Linked DNA regions of Mus musculus: all the other regions are linked to region 3. The links are chromatin contacts, called in public HiChIP or PLAC-seq maps. All regions are on one chromosome and are shown on one strand. The core of a region is the stretch at or near the end of the contact, and the rest is flanking DNA. Distances in the headings are between cores, read along the strand shown. Region 1 holds the start of Nin (ninein). Region 2 holds the start of Pygl (liver glycogen phosphorylase). Region 3 holds the start of Klhdc1 (kelch domain containing 1).

Evidence for each region. HiChIP or PLAC-seq counts read pairs in DNA pulled down with a chosen protein or histone mark.
Region 1: a contact with region 3 is called in an H3K4me3 HiChIP or PLAC-seq map of bone marrow-derived macrophages, with 3 times the contacts expected there. The contact joins the promoter of Nin here to the promoter of Klhdc1 in region 3. A contact is called at or near these places in 3 of 115 datasets of contacts at active chromatin or transcription factors (bone marrow-derived macrophages, memory CD8 T cells and stem cell-derived neural progenitor cells).
Region 2: an H3K4me3 HiChIP or PLAC-seq map of bone marrow-derived macrophages shows a contact between it and region 3, with 3 times the contacts expected there. The contact joins the promoter of Pygl here to the promoter of Klhdc1 in region 3. A contact is called at or near these places in 1 of 39 promoter capture datasets (pre-B cells) and 1 of 115 datasets of contacts at active chromatin or transcription factors (bone marrow-derived macrophages).

Annotation. Positions count from the first base shown.
Region 1 is chr12:70,100,690-70,104,114 of GRCm38.p6, reverse strand. It overlaps Nin (ninein), which reads left to right and starts at 1,261. Exons shown (of 29, transcript NM_001081453.1): 1 at 1,261-1,464. The coding sequence starts at 1,282.
Region 2 is chr12:70,226,086-70,229,804 of GRCm38.p6, reverse strand. Pygl (liver glycogen phosphorylase) reads left to right here and starts at 2,122. Exons shown (of 20, transcript NM_133198.2): 1 at 2,122-2,464. The coding sequence starts at 2,222. It overlaps F730035M05Rik (RIKEN cDNA F730035M05 gene), which reads right to left and starts at 1,964. Exons shown (of 5, transcript NR_045174.1): 1 at 1,427-1,964. Gm38467 (a long non-coding RNA gene) reads left to right here. Exons shown (of 3, transcript XR_381644.4): 3 at 152-453.
Region 3 is chr12:69,239,898-69,243,380 of GRCm38.p6, reverse strand. Klhdc1 (kelch domain containing 1) reads right to left here and starts at 1,549. Exons shown (of 13, transcript NM_178253.5): 1 at 1,368-1,549. The coding sequence starts at 1,463.

The sequences.
Region 1 (3,425 bases), core at 12-2,511, 860 kb before region 3:
TTCTCTCTCTCTCTCTCTCTCTTAATTGAAACAGGGTTTTCTGTGTGGAACTTGCTCTGTATGCCCTGCTGCTGTGAACTCACAGAGATCCATCTACCTTTCTTTCTTTTCTTTCTTTCTTTCTTTCTTTCTTTCTTTCCTTCCTTCCTTCCTTCCTTCCTTTCTTTCTTTCTCCTTGTTTTTTTTGAGACAGAGTTTCTCTGTGTAGCCCTGGCTGTCCTGGAACTCACTCTGTAGACCAGGCTGGCCTTGAACTCAGAAATTCGCCTGCCTCTGCCTCCCAAGTGCTGGGATTAAAGGCGTGCGCCGCCACGCCCGGCCTGTGAACATCTTATCCTTGAAGTAAAATACCTGGATTTGTGTGGTTTTATTTTTAGCAAAAGATGACTGAAAGCTTTTGGTGATGTCAGGTTTTTACTGATTCTAGGGGGGGGGTGAAAGGCTGGGACCCGGGAATCAGTAATGAAAGACTGAGCAGTCGGGAATGAAGCGTGAGTTGCTGGCGGTGGAGGAGTTCAGAGATGCTGTTCAACTCTCCCAAAACAGCCAGTGGCTCCTCAGGAAAGGTGGGCGGTGTTTTACCCTTTCTCTAGGCAACTAAGCATTACCTAGAACACCCTGGGGCAAAAGAGAGCCTTGGGGGAATACTTTCTGCCTGCTGTGTGTAATTGCACCAGCAGGGCTAATTGAGCTGCTTTTTGAATCAAAGGCTTCTGGGTGGCATAAATAGGGAGATGGCTCAGCCAGTGCCTCTGATGTAGCTGTGATGTGGAATACCTAGGCTGAATGGAGTGAAAGTTGGCCACACCTCAGATCCCAGCATCTGGGGAGGTTGTCTACAGCTTGCTGACTTGTCTGGCAGCTCTGACCACCGTAGTGACTGAATACTAATAATTATCTCATCTGACCTGACCGGCTGGTAGAAGAGACTTTCACTTTCCTGAGTCCCCAGGCTGATAGGTGAGAAACCCTTTCAGGTGTGAGACAGGCCATTTGCCTGTCAGGAAGGAGGAGGACTGCCTGCCTAAACCCTTCCTGCTAGGAATGCTACTCCATTGTAGCGGTACAGTTGTGCCCTCGTGCTGGTGTGTGTACAAGTACCACTGGCCAGGCAGGGCCTTGCTGCAGAGTGTTCCAAGTGGCTGATGGGACTTGGGGGGGGGGGGGGGAGATGTGTGTGTCCAGGTAGAGCTGGGGAAGATTCATGTGTCCGTCCAATTGTGACCTGTCCCAACCTGTCTTCCTTCATGTCCCACACAGGTGAGCGCTGTGGGCTATGGGATGGATGAGGTGGAGGAGGACCAGCATGAAGCCCGACTCAAGGAGCTGTTTGACAGTTTTGACACCCTGGGAACTGGGTCTCTGGGTCAAGAGGAGCTCACTGACCTCTGCCACGTGCTGTGCTTGGAGGATGTGGGCCCGGTGCTGCAACAGACGCTACTCCAGGACAACCTCTTGGGCAGGGTAAGATCTGGGGAAGAACAGAGTTGGTTGGAAGTGGGGCGCGGTTTCTGTCAGAGTACTGGGGTTGGTGGCAAGCCACAGGTGTGTTGCAACTTGTCTCTTGCAACCTGGCCGTTAGCCTGGGGCGTGTAGTTTGCTCTCGTGATAAGGGCAATGCTAGATTTAGTCTGCACTTGGAATTAAGTTGTACACTGAGCATTATGGGTAACAGGAGAAATTGACTGTTTCCCAGACTTTTTTTTTTTTTTTTTTTTTTGGAGACAGGGTTTCTCTGTGTAGCCCTGGCTGTCCTGGAACTCACTTTGTAGACCAGGCTGGCCTCGAACTCAGAAATCCGCCTGCCTCTGCCTCCCGAGTGCTGGGATTAAAGGAGTGCTCCACCACGCCCGGCTCAGACTTTTTTTCCTTGTTCTTTGTGGGTGAGATTTCATTGGAAAAGAAAGAAAGGCGGGAAGACAGCTGCCCTTCACAGGAAGTAGAAGTAGGTTTTCTGAATGATCTTCTAAAAGCTGGTTTTTGTGTGGGTCATTTTGAGGTGAAGATTGAATCTTCCGTTCAGGAAGGAAGACAGGAAGTACACAAAGCAGAGGCTGTCTCCAGTCCAACCCAACATGCATGGCGAGTGTGTGTGCAAACTGGTTAACTTCCACGTTTGGCCAGGCCATGCTTTTCCCCTAGATTAAGTCTCAGGCAAGAGAAAGAGGAAAGAGGTCCGTCCCCCCCCACCCCCCAACTTGTCCCAAGTCCCTAGCAGTGAGAAGGACAGATAGTCTGTTGCAGTCTGAGAATGCCTTTAGTTCAACCTCCTTTACAATGCTTTGTGTAGAGTTCCCCCCTCCCCACCTTTTGGCTCTAGGCCAGGCAAAATGAAGAAAAATGTTGCTAATGGCGACACCCAGTACACAGGTTTGTCCTGCGCTGTTACTCCGGGAAACAGTCCTGAAGCGTCGTTTGATTTTGCCAGATGCACCTCCTCCTCCTTCCTTGTTCACGGTCTTCCAACAGACATGTGGATAAGTGTCCCAAGGCATAGAAGTATTAGATGCGTGTCACATGAAGGAGGCAGACACAGCACTAACCATGAAGCATAAAGAAAAAAAGGATATTGGGGGATTGACATGTGAGGCCAAATAGTTCACACTTCAGGAAAAAGAAGATTTTGTTGCAAAAAGTAGGGCCACTCTTGATCACTTTGAGGAAGATTAAATGTTTGTGAGTATATGAGTATTTCCTAGAAAATGCTAAAACGACTCATTTGGAAAAATAGTAAAAACAGCAATATGCAAGGTCAAACCATTTACTCTATTTCATGTGCTCCAGGGTTTTGGGCATAGTGGAGAACAGAGTAGCATCTCCCAGTGTGGTCCTCAGGTTGCAGGCCTTTGGGATGGAGGCGTAGTTGCTGTTAGTGCTTCAAAAAGCACAAGGAGCCAGGCTTTGGCCGATGGTCTCCCTGAGAACCCCTCTCAGAGTACAAGGGGATCCTCCACTGCACAAAGATTCTGTTCTAGCAGCTGGCTTACAATTTGCTCTCCAGATGTTAGCCCAGACCAGGGAGCAGTTATCGATTGATTTGTTAATGGCTTGACACCATCAACCTGCTTTTTACCGGCTATTTGCCTGAATAGTGAGTACCTAAGTGGTCTACAGTGTGGTATTTACTTAGTGAGCCGGTGATAAAGTCAAATAGATGTCTGCATATTGATTTCATGTGGGAGGCCCCCGGTGTTTGTCTTGAGAGACAGCATTGTCATGAATTAACACAGTATGGTTAAATTTGCATCTTTATGAAACTGAATTATTCTCCTCGGTTGATTGCGTTGGCCATGTTCTTTCTGTGACGATGTCTCATGCATGGTTTGTAATTTTCAGTTGTAAAGCACTAAATCCTGGAGCCATTCTATGTGTCACCTTCAGGAAACACTGAGGAGGGATCATACAATGTTAAGCTGTGTTACAAA
Region 2 (3,719 bases), core at 873-3,372, 990 kb before region 3:
TTGAACAGTTTAGATACCGTCCATGACAACAGGGCAGTCATGGTGGTGGCAGCACGAGGGGCTGGCCACGTTGCACCACAGTCAGGAAGCATAGAGGGGCGAGCACTGTTGCTTTCTCCTGTTTTACTCATTCCAGAACCCTTTCCCACAGGACGGTGCCAATGGCACCAACCACCTTCAACATCTGTCTTCCTTCCTCATCTCTGAAAACACCATCACTACCCAGAGGCATGCCTGGTACTCCATTATTCCAACTCCAGTCAAGTTCACAATGAAGACTCATTACCACAGAATTCAAAAATGATAACTTTAAAAAAATTAAAAAGAAAAAAAAGCTAGGTTTTGCAATCTGCCAAAGGACCTGCTCACTGGGATTTCCTTCCCACTTCATCATTTGCCTCTTAGTTTTATTTTTTTATTAGATGTTTTCTTCATTTACATTTCAAATGCTATCCCGAAAGTCCCCTATACTCTCCCCCCAACCTGCCCTGCTCCCCAACCCACCCACTCCCACTTCCTGGCCCTGGCATTCTTCTGTACTGGGGCATATGATCTTCGCAAGACCAAGGGCCTCTCCTCTCATTGATGGCTGACTAGGCTATCCTCTGCTACATATGCAACTAGAGACACAGCTCTGGGGGGTACTGGTTAGTTCATATTGTTGATCCTCCTATAGGGTTGCAGACCCCTTTAGCTCCTTGGGTACTTTCTCTAGCTCCTTCTTTAGGGGTCCTGTGTTCCACCCAATAGATGAGATTTTGCTGACAGGACCCTGATATCGCTATCTCTTGTGAGGCTATGCCAATACCTGGCAAATACAGAAGTGGATGCTCACAGCCTCTTAGCTTTAAGTCAAGCATTCTGACCAAACTCTGCACTCACTCTCAGCTCTGGGTATCTCTGGCTCAATCAAATCCAACCCTTACCCTGTCTCATAGGACCATGCTGTCCTCAAAGCCATTGCATGAAGCCACTTAGTTTTCATCTGCCCCAAAGGCTGGAGCCAAAACCCTGGAAGCTGGAAGGACCAGGATCTGAAACCGCAGTTAGATCTGTGACAGTAAAACTTTCACTTTTAGGGTAATAGCTGGTTTATATGAATTAAGTAACCAAACTCCTTCTCTGGCCTCTAATAGTTAGCTTTGTTTAGAAAGAAAAAAAGAAAGAAAAGAAAGAAGGAAAGGAGTGATAGACAGGAAGGAAAGAAGGCAGGCAGGTAGGCTGACACGGACCCTCTAGATGGCTCAGCAGGTAAAGGCATCTGCTGCCAAGCTTGACCGCTCTGGATCGATCCCAGCAACCATCACGAGAGGAGAGAACCAACCCTGGACCACTACGTGTCTGTGTGCACATTTGAGGACACACGCGTACAGTACATACATTTTGAGAAAAAAAAAATTGACATCTTAAAATGCCTCATGTTTACCTTTCCAAAGTTTAAACACCATCACATTCGGATCTGGTATAAAGATCACACACCAGTATGTCTCCTGAACACGGGACAACTGGTTCCTGGAGTGCTCTCTCCTTCTCCCTCCCTCCCCTTCCCCCACGCCCTCTTATCCTTATGCCTCATTTGGTCAAAGAGCAGTGCAAACAAGGGGTCTCAAATCGAACGAAGTCTTGTCCCCCACTGAGACTAAAGCTTTCTCAACAGACCCCTTGACTTTTACACCAACTGTGGCCAACTACTGTGGGTTAGTCCAGCCTGGGCCTAGGAGTCAAGAAACCCCAGTCCTGCGTCCTCAGAAAAAAAATAAATAAACCAACCAACCAAGGCCCCCTTAGAACCCAGGATAGTACTATGCCTAAAAACTGGGAAGCAAGACCGGGGCAATCAGGGTTAAATCACACTGACCCTACAATGTCACCCTGGGAAGCAACCGTGGAACCCACTGAGAAGAGGCAATGGCTTTACTGGGAACTCAACAAGCGAGCCAGCCGAGGCCTCCTTCCACACCGAGAGACGCGGTCAGAGCCTTTGCGCACTACGTGACCTGGACGTTCTGGGAGCGGCCGAGGGGCGGTGCCCGCAGCCGCAGCACCGCCCTGGGGCTCCCACGCCCCCCTGGGGGGGCGTCACTCTGGGAGCCACGGGTGGGCGGGAACCCGGAGAGGGGCGGATCCCCAACTCCCCAGCGTCTCAAAAGCAGCAAGTAAGGAAGGGAGGAGGCCAGTCCTGCAGCCCGGAGACCGTTCTGTGCTCCCTCCGCCCGCAACCATGGCAAAGCCCCTGACCGACCAGGAGAAGCGACGGCAGATCAGCATCCGAGGCATCGTGGGCGTAGAGAATGTGGCCGAGCTGAAAAAGGGTTTCAACCGTCACCTGCACTTCACTCTGGTCAAGGACCGCAATGTGGCCACCCCCCGCGACTACTACTTCGCCCTTGCGCACACAGTGCGCGACCACCTGGTGGGGCGCTGGATCCGTACACAGCAGCACTACTACGACAAGTGTCCCAAGGTACCAGGCGAAGGGCGTTTGTCCCCCCTCCCCTCCACTCCCTGTCCTGGTCTCGAAGTCTAGGCCAGCAGCAGGACATAGGCTCGGCCATCCCTTCCACCTCCCCCACAGCGGTGTGCCATCCTCAGGGCTCCACTGTGGTGTGAGATCCGGAGACCAGCTGGTGGCAAGAGCCCACGCTTCCCTCTCTGGCGAACTAAGCAAACTATGGAGTTTGCTCAGCACTTAACCAAGGGGGATCCTGCGCCTCCTATGTGATCCGTCCAGGTTCCGGGGGCCCTGACAATCCGCTCAGGTCCAGGGGGCCGGGAAGGGGCACAGAAAACAAAAACATACAAAAGCCTAGCCTTAGAGGGTCAAGCTTAGTGTTTAAGGAAAGGAGAGGGAAGTTTAGAGTTCCTCTAATAGTGACCCTGCCCAGGCCTCAGGGCTGCCTAGCTTAGCTGTGCAACAAAGATGGGGGAGGTCCCGGCCCAGGGCCCAGACCGAGTGGAGACTGCAGTTCCTGAACTTTGTGCTGACTGCCTGATGGGCCTTGCCAAGAGACTCACCTGAAGCTATCCCTGTAAAAACACCCTTCTCCCTTCCAGAAGCCTTGTGGAGGCCCCAGAGATGTGGGGGACACCACATTTAGGCAACCAGCTCCTATTTCTACCAAGGGCCAGAATGCGGAGTCTCTGGGGTGGTGGACATGTGGAGGAACACCACCCCATCATGACCAGTCTTGGAAGAGAACCAGAGCTAATGTGAAAGGTTGGGGAGGAGCGGACAGGGAGAGTGCAAGGCGGCAGCAGCCTTATGGGGGATGGTGTGGTGAATGTTTTGGAAGAGAAAGCTGGAAAAACTGGCTTTGGAGTTAAGTTGGAAAAGATGAACAGCAGACCCTGGTGGCAATGGGAAATGCGGATACATACTTACTACTTAGGCGTTTCTAAATACATAAGAACATCGAGAAAATCTATCTCTACCATTTGTGCCTGAGAACTATAGGAAATTTCCAAGACTGAGGGATAAACTCCTATAGTAAGATACTGTGGTTCTAAGAGCCTAGCAGACTGCTACCCAAACAGGACAACTGCTAATTTGTATCCTTCCAACTCTAAACCTTTGCTTAGAAAAGACTTCAGGTCCACATTCATGACTGTGTCTTTTTATCCGTACAACAAGCTGCACCTTGAGTTAGAATTTTTTAGAGGTGGTACAGGACTTGCCTGAGTTGGAGCAACATTTTGGAAACACACAAACGCAACCGCTA
Region 3 (3,483 bases), core at 300-2,799:
GCCAGGCCAGGAGATAACCACGAGTAACTGGAAACCAGAGGATGAGACGCTCAGGGCCAGCCTATGGTACTTGAGATCTGTGGGTTTGTCTGGTTGGTTGGTTGGGTTTTGTTTCTGGATGGGAGAGCTAGCTGTAGCTCATGCTCCTGTTTGTTTCAACACCTGAGAGGCACAAACAGGATGCTTATCCTGAATCCGAGCCTGACCTGGGCTACACATGAAATTCCAGGCCAGGCAGTGTGAGCTGCAGTCTGAGATCCTGTCTCAAATAATTAACAAAGCAAAATAAAGCTCCAGAATGCAGCCCCCAGTGTCACATGACCACTGAAGGGTCAATGCCTTTCTTTATAAAATGAAGATGTGGGGCACGAGAGATGGCTCTGTAGTTAAAAGCACTGGTTGCTCTTGCAGAGGACCTGGGTTAGATTCCCAGCACAATCTGTAATGCCAGCTCCTAACACCCTCTTCTGACCTCCATGGATACAGGATGCATATATATATACACACACATACATATATACATACACACACATGTATATATGCAAAACATTCATGTACATAAAATAAATTTTAAAAATTAACATTACAGATTAGACCCTAGTCGATAATCCCATATGATTAGGACATACCAGATATAGTTGGCACACAAAAAACCAATTTTTCTTTTTTTCTTTTTTACTTATACTGCACTAAATTAGGAATAAGCACACAAAACAACAAAACCCACTCGGACCTGATAATTCTTAACACACACAGTATGCACTTTATTTCGTTGTGTTACAGGTCTGTCATTTAAGGGCACTGAGGAGGTCAGAAGATGTTATCTTCTATTTGCAGAAGAGATTCCGTAGGGCTTATTTTCTAATCTGTAAACAAACGGGGTGGGCAGGTACACCTGAATTATTTTTCCAACTCGATAATCCTTGTTATCATCCTACGATCATAGAAACAAAACAAACACACATTCCAACCGCCATGGCAATACGAATTTTCAGCCACAAAACTCTGTGGTGGAGTGTTGCGAATACGAATCTATTTTGAGACTCCAGAGGTACTTAATTAGCAAAGAAATGCCACTAAAAATAGCTGATAAATTTAACTGCTTGGTGACTTCCGTATTTTGAGTAGCACGGTGGCAATGATACCAAACAACGCGGCACGACGTTCTGGGGTCCTCTCCAGTCCTGAGCCACGGAGGCTGGAGGGGTCACGCACCCCGAAACCCCGTTTTGTGGCTTTGGGAGCGGGAGCGATGTGGGCAGCACGGCAGGCGGCTCGCCTGGGAGCCTGTGGGAGTGCTGCGTCGCCGGCCGTCATCCCCCTGCCTCCGCTCCCGCGCCGCCCCAGCGCCCGCCCCTTCCCCTTACCACGTAGCCCCCCCACACGTAGAGGAAGTGTCCGTCCACCACTGCGCAGTGGCCGCTGCGCTCCTCGGCCACGCAGAACGCCTGCGGGTCCGCCATCCGCCCTCCGGGGCCCAGCCAGCTCGGCGCCCGCTCGCACGCGCGAACGGAACGCGAGGAGGGTCCAGATTGGCGGAGGCGGAACCGAGGAACCTGCGCGTCTGCGCGGCCACCGCCCCGGACCGGGGCCTGGCCGCTCCCGGGAGCACCGGGCGCTGCGAAGACACTGCAAACCTCTCCCTGAAGCCTCTCTGCAGCCACTGTCTGGGCTTCTTAGGGCTCTATTAATCAAGAATGGTTTCTCATGAACTTACTTTATGTATGTGAGTGTTCTGCTTGTATGTATGTATGTATGTATGTATGTATGTATGTATGTATGTATGGTGTACATCCTGGACCTGGAATTATGGGCAATTGTGAAATGTGGCTGCTGGGAATCAAACCTGGGTCCACTGCAAGAACAAATGCTCTTAACCTCTGAGCCATCTCTCCAGCTCCATGGTGTTCATTTGGAAAGTGAGCTTTCTTTTTCTTCTTCTTCTCACAACTGTACAAAGTATTGGGTTTATGAACCCCAACTGGGCCAGCTTATTGACCTGAGCATCCTCCTGGCTGTGTGTGTGTGAGAGAGATCATTTTTTAACACGAGCAGTGCTCCAATGCCAGTTCTGCTTCAGCCTCGGTAATACATGGTTTCAAGACGCATATGAGGTTTTTTTGCTTTTGTAGGGCCTGGGTGTCCCTGGTTTTCTTCACGTGTACTTCCGTGCTAATCGCTGTAGAAGGTGTTGGTACCTGAGGCACTGAGTGTTCTATTATTTCTTCGTGGTGATATTATGTGGGAACACAGGCACAATTCCCCTTTTCTAAACACGAAAGGAAACATTATTGTCTTGCATCTTTCATTTCCCACTTGTATACATTTTCTCTGGGGAGAGGAGCGAACCTCAAGTCTTCCTTGAAGAACCAATGATTTTAATTACAGTTACATGAGCATAGCTATTCCACTGAATAAAATGTCTCTGCCTAGCAACTGTTAACTGCCTACAAAAGCTGGGGGTGGGAGCTTGAAACACCCCCCCCCCTTCCTTGCAACTGTTAACTGCCTTTAAAACCACGGAGGGCAGGGAGCCCCTCCCCCAACCCTAAATCGCGGTGATAATTCTACAACCCACCACCTCTTGCCATCTGCCCCTCCACCTTCCACGATGGTCCCTGAGGCTTGGGTAGGATGCCCCTCTAGGGCTGGACATTCAATAGCACTTTTAACCAGTTGTCTCTACAGTAACGACTGCCCATTTAAAAACAGAAACCTCATTGACCAAAGATGACAACTACACTAGTGGACGGGTATAAAGACAACTATTTAGAAGGCAATTTGACAGACACATAGAACTTAGCAAAAGAGCAGCAGCTTTCAAAAATCTATGGTCTTCCCCCAGCCATGGGCTTTTGACCGGGTTTACAGAACACGGCACCAATTCCCCTCTTGTGGAACGATCCACAAATCCAGTCAGAAAATAATTGGCTGTACCCATAATAGTTTCTTCCCCAGTGGGAACATCAGGCCTGATGTGTTGATACTGTAGACTTCAGGATCCCCAGCAAGGTGGGGGCGTTGGTTACAGCTCTTCCCCAGCATAGTCCTTCCCAGCACGGTGAAAGCTGGCCAGGAGTAAGGACCAGATCAATCCTTCTGATTTTCCATGTTCTTCCGCAAAGACATGTAGTATGTAGTGTCTTTGGCAGTAGAGACTTGCCGTCTGTATTAATCTGGTCTCTAGCATAACAGAATTTATAGAATGCATCTCTATATATTGAAAGGGGATTTATTAAAAGGACTTACAGCCTGCAGCGCAGTTAATCCAAAAATGGCTGGCTGTGAACCGGAAGTCCAACCAGAAGTCCAAGAATCCAGTAGTTGCTTGGTCCACAAGGCTGGATGTCTCAGCTGGACTTTATTCTGTGCTGGATCCTGAAGTAGTAGGCTCTGACGCCAGTGAAGGAATGGACTTGCTAGCAAGGAGAGGGCAAGCAGGCAAAACCCAAAACCTTCTGTAAAAGCAATTATTGAGGTTTT